Linked DNA regions of Zea mays: region 2 is linked to region 1. Evidence: chromatin contacts called from public Hi-C data. All regions are on one chromosome and are shown on one strand. The core of a region is the stretch at or near the end of the contact, and the rest is flanking DNA. Distances in the headings are between cores, read along the strand shown. Region 1 holds the start of LOC100382918. Region 2 holds the start of LOC100272373 (Serine carboxypeptidase-like 46).

What was found. A called contact is a pair of places that touch in the nucleus more often than the background predicts.
Region 2: a Hi-C map of bundle sheath shows a contact between it and region 1, with 2.8 times the contacts expected there. The contact joins the promoter of LOC100272373 here to the promoter of LOC100382918 in region 1. A contact is called at or near these places in 8 of 25 Hi-C or Micro-C datasets (bundle sheath, ear, endosperm and 3 more).

Annotation. Positions count from the first base shown.
Region 1 is chr2:65,943,516-65,946,361 of Zm-B73-REFERENCE-NAM-5.0, forward strand. It overlaps LOC100382918, which reads right to left and starts at 1,287. Exons shown (of 2, transcript NM_001175606.1): 1 at 711-1,287. The coding sequence starts at 1,130.
Region 2 is chr2:66,215,103-66,217,879 of Zm-B73-REFERENCE-NAM-5.0, forward strand. It overlaps LOC100272373 (Serine carboxypeptidase-like 46), which reads left to right and starts at 1,316. Exons shown (of 8, transcript NM_001156555.2): 1 at 1,316-1,707. The coding sequence starts at 1,437.

The DNA of each region.
Region 1 (2,846 bases), core at 37-2,536:
TACAATTATCATTAACTACTACAAAAACAAAAACTCATCAATAATCAAAAGGAAACGGGACATGCTCCCACTCATTAAAAAACTGCCATAGAGGGCCTAGTGAACCATTAAATCTAATACATTTGTCCATACTCTTATAGGGTGTTTGGTTTGAGTAATGAGTTGGTCCATTATTTTGTCGCTCCTCATTTTTTTTGTTTGGTTTGTGTAATAGAATAAGTTGATGCATCACCGTCTCATTCCTCATAGTTAGTTAGTACTAATATGAGGAATAACGTCGTCCCACCAGATTTAAGAAATAGACCTTTGATGCATCCCAGATGACAAAAATGCGACAACGTGAAACTATGGCACAAACCAATAATAAGATGGTTAACAAAATGTTCTGGTCATCTCCGCCTATTCTTTATCCAAATCATGCAGAAGCCTAGTTAGGAAGCAACAAATCCTAGGTGAAAATGTTTATTTAAGAAGACATAGACTGAAGATCAATAGTTGATTTAATCCTGATCTTACTTCACAGCTTAATTCCAACGAACTGCCAAGCATCAACTATGATATCATGATTAAATTCCAACGAACTGCCAAGCATCAATTATGATATCATGATTAAATTCCAACGAACTGTCAAGCATCAATTATGATATCGTAAGAGCAGCTGATGAAGTGGTCAAACCAAACAATCAATAACCGAAGACAACTTCACTCACCTCCCGATCCAGAGTGGGGTCGAGGCCGATGTTAACTCTAACCCCCTCCTCCTCGTCCTGTTCTGCCGCATTCCTCTCCCTCTCGCTGTCCTCCTCCTCGTCTTCATCTAGGTCGTCGAGGTTCCCCTCGAACTCCTCCTGCCTGGACCTGCGCCTCCGGCCACGAAGGCACCCGTTGGCGTCGTAGAACGCGGAGACGCAGGGCGTGTCCCCGCGGCCGGCCTCCCCCGCTGCCTCCTCCTCCGCGTCGCGGGCCTCCGACGGCTTCGACCAACGGTGGCGCTCGACGTCGCCCGCGGCCACGGACCAGGAGGCCGTCGGGAAGGAGGAGTCCGGGACGGCGTCGAAGAGGCGGGACCCGAACAGGCGCTTCACCCGCGCCTCGAACGTCTCTTGGACGCCGCTGCCCTCGGCCGCCATCGACGGTGCGGGCCTTCCGGAGACTCTTCCAGAGCTCGGCCTGGCTCGTCTCCCGATGTGGGTGCGTGGGTTGGGTTCGAGTCCGGAGGGTTTGGGAAACGGTGCGGGCGAACCGACAAGGAGAGGGCGATAGGAGAAGACGGCGGCTGCGATGGTGATTTCACGGATTGGGGAGTGAGCCGTGAATGATCGGGTTTACTTGGAGTCGGTGCTGGAAGAATGGGCTGGGCTGTCTGACCCGCGCACGCAGTCCGGCCCGTTCGCAGCTAGAAGAGAAAAAAAGATTTCTTGCTTCTTTTTGCTACATGCATCACTAATCTCTCTCTCCATCCTATATAAGTCACCAGTTTTGATGTTCTTCCCGTTTCACTAGAGCTGAAAGAAATACTCGTGGTTTGTTGACTCGCTTGACTCGAGACTCGAGATCGGCTTAGCTTAGCTCGGATCGTTTGAACTTTTTCACGAGCTGAGCTAACATCTGAGCTTGTTTTCTTAATGAGCCAGCTCAAACATACCATGGCCCATCACGTGACTCACGTCCTGACGTCCACTAACTAACAGGCAATGAGGCAAGGAAAGTGGCCAAGTGCCCATGTAGGCAGCCAACAGGCCCAAGCCCAACACTGAAGTCCGCAACATACAACAGGAAGTCAGGACTCAGGAAAGCAAGTTAGCAAACGTGAAGCGTCCGTCCGTTGACCGTTGGGTTGTCACACCCGGATTTAAGGAACAAAGTCGAGTGCATCTCATACATACGTCAAAGAAGACAACATATATAATAACAGAGTGTATAAAGATAAATGTCACAATAATCAGAGTATTTATTACATAGCGGAAGGCTTACAAGATAAAATATACATATAAAAGGATCTAAAATCCATCCTTGGCGTCAGAAAGTCAACTGGGAGACGCCACCTAGATCGAATCGAACTCCTCGATGTGTGGCTCCTCGCGAACCACCTGTTCTTCTCCTGTGGGGGTGTGAGACAGCAAGGGTGAGCTCACACATGATCATAGCTCAACAAGTTATGGGGAAACCAGTGATCATGAACTCACCAAAGGTGGGAGTTCATGTGATGTGTAAGGCTGATCAACAATAGGGGTTAAAGCTGAGCATTGCTTTTAATAATTTGGTCAAATTTTATTAGCAGTTACTAAATGTAAGTAAATACCAAACCATAATAAATAATAATAGAACAAAATTAATAATAAACCCATGCAAATGCAAATGAAAAATTGAATTTAAGTTCCATAATTTAATCATGCGAGAGTCCTGCTCATGACCATGAGCTTGACTAGTATACCAGTTTTACACTCTGCAGAGGTTGTACCCTGTACCCACAAGTCGTGTATCCCATGTCGCCAGGGTTTGCAAGGCCCTTAGACACTACCGAGGTAGGTGAATGTCTAGGGATCCACTACGAGGCCTTTACAAAATTCCACTAGCTTCCGAAAACCTGCTACAGTTTATGGGAAGAGCACTTGCAAGAATCCCCCATCTGACCGCCATCACAGCAAAATCAACCCGAGAACCTCCTTGCATGCAACTCCCCTACTACCCTTGCCCCTTTCAAGTAAGGTAGTTTTCTACTAGCTTTCCTAATTAGTCAGCCAAGGGCGTCCCATTCCACCCTTGTGGTGGCACGTGTTTCTCAAGTTAAGCTCCATGTTCTAATTAAAAATATAATGATCTTGACATGAACATAAATAACATAA
Region 2 (2,777 bases), core at 66-2,565, 270 kb after region 1:
TGGTACGTCGGTCCAACACGATCTGGTAAGCCGAGATCTAACTTTTAGCGTGACACGCAATATTGTTTTTGAGGCCATGCTATCAAGTATCAAAGTCGTGGCACATATCATACTCATGCAGTACACTTGTGTACATGACTGAAGTTGGTAAAAACAAATCTACTTAGGTCCCCTTTGGCAGGGCTCCTACTATTCTCAAAACAGGTTCGGCTATGGCTCCTCTGGCTTCTTGGCTTCTCTAGAAGAGTCAGAGCCGTTTTGCAATTCATTTGATAAAACAGCTTCTGACGAGGAGACGGTGGCAGAGGCTGTAATTTCGTAAAATATTATTGTGTGCCGGATAGAAGGAGCCGGCAGAAGCTTATTTTCTCGTGCTTCGGCTTCTAATAGCAAAAACGGCTCTGGCTCTTTGATGGCTCTCGGTGAGGAGCCGTTTTTTTTAAGACCGTTTGGTATGGCTTCACGAAGAGCCAGAAAAGGAGCCACCGAGAGAGCCCTGAGCGTTAGGTAATAGATCGAGATTATGATATAATAAACCATGGCCTGCTTAACGGTTTCTAGACATCTTGTCAAATGCCTTTTGCATTAAAATGGTGTTTCCATATGTGTTTCCTAAGGTTTACAAGCTTCGCCCCCAAATTTTTTTCTCTCTTTTTTTTAAAAAAGATCTTGTAGGAGTGTTTTCTCTGCTTCCTCTGTTTCAAATAAGCTTATTTGACGTCTACGGAAATGCAGTGACAAGTGCATGGAAACCTGAAACATTGCCCCTGGCGTGCACCCACCATGGTATGCCAAGATCAGGTCGCTGTTTACTGCAATGAGGCAATGAGCAAGAGGTAAAAAAACACAGCAAGCCTGCCGGAATCTATGAAACAGATTAGTGCACAACGAACACTAAACTACACACCATGTTGCCACTAAAAACAAATATAATAAGGTGTCGTAGGTGGACTGTAAAAGATGTTATGTCAGATTTATGTGACGCGGAAGGAAGAGAAACATAGAGAGAAGAAAATCGGGTTGTTCACGGGTAGCTAGTTGAAAGCGGATTGTTTACGGACTCAAGACAATTTACGATAGAAAAAATGGTAGACACATTATTGAATATAAATATTATAACATTAAAGGGTTATTATATCAGTATATATTTTTAGTTAGCTATATACGAAATGACAATATCATAGATTCCACTGTTAGCTATAATTACTCGTATTAAACTCTGAACGAAGATAACTTAAGCAAGCATGTCCACCCACTTCACCACCTACACATATCAGACCTATTTATTGCCATGTACTGTATCGGTTTCACTCTCACCGCCCTGTGCCTGCAGCTGCACCCTGCAGCGCTCACTCGCTCACTGACTCACTCCCCTCCCCTGGCCTCCTCCTCCTCCTCCTCTCTCTCTCTCCACTATCTCCCACAGCCGAACCAACATGCAGGGGCGCAGCAGGGACGCCGCCACCATTGCTGCAGCGGTGGCGTGCGCAGCTGTGCTGCTCCTCGGCGACGCCTGGAGCGTCTCGGCGCAGGCGGCGGCGGAGGAGGACAAGATAAGCGCCCTGCCGGGGCAGCCGCCGGTGGGCTTCGCACAGTACTCCGGTTACATCCCGGTGGACGCCGCGGGGAAGCGCTCCCTCTTCTACTACTTCGCCGAGGCGGAGGCGGATCCGGCGGCCAAGCCGCTCGTGCTCTGGCTCAATGGAGGTAAACTTCCACCTTGATTGTCGGCACAGCATACCTTTTGTCACTGCGCTGTGCATGCTGCTGCAGCATTATTGCCTGCTGCCTGTGTGGCTGTGCTGTGGATGGGGATGAAGGAGAAGGGGGGAGAATCCATGAAATAGCACTTGTTTGAGACGACGTTCACGAAATAGCATCCGATTTCAAGAAATTCATAGAATAGCACTTGTTTTACCAAATTAATTCAGAAAACAACACTCTATCTATATTTTGCATTCTTTTATTGCTTACCTCACATACAAATGGACCAAATTACCCCTATTTATCACAAACTTCTTTTTTATCTCTTATGTCCATAAGAACAACATAAATAAATAAAATATATAACTTCTATTTTTATAGTGTTTAATGGACCAAATATGTCTAATTTTAAAAGTTCGACGACCGAAGATACCTGGTTCTAAATTTAATAGTTAAATATAGACTTCTTCGTTCATAAAACATATGTGTCTATTTGTATGTTTAACACTATAAAAATAGAGGTTATATATTTTATTTATTTATGTTGTTCTTATGGACATAAGAGATAAAAAAAGAAGTTTGTGATAAATAGGGGTAATTTGGTCCATTTGTATGTGAGGTAAGCAATAAAAGAATGCAAAATATAGATAGAGTGTTGTTTTCTGAATTAATTTGGTAAAACAAGTGCTATTCTATGAATTACTTGAAATCGGATGCTATTTCGTGAACGCCGTCTCAAACAAGTGCTATTTCATGGATTCTCCCAGGAGAAGGGGGGAGAGCTCAGGTTTCAGTGCAAGTGCACCTGTGACCAAGTATTTTGTCTTGTTCAGTCCCTACTCCCAAAACAAACATTATAAAAAGGTCTAAATTTTTTTTCCCATAGTAACAGACATAAATAGAGAGCTAAAAGTGGGCTCGTGATTTAAAATTTTAAGAAACTATTCCAGTTGGACTTGTGAAAAATAAGAACATTTGCAAAATAGGAAAGCAAAAAAGGCTCCATAAACATCTTTAGTTCTTTATAGTGAGGCCGTGTAGGATGACTGGATGAGATCATCAGATTCCCTCTA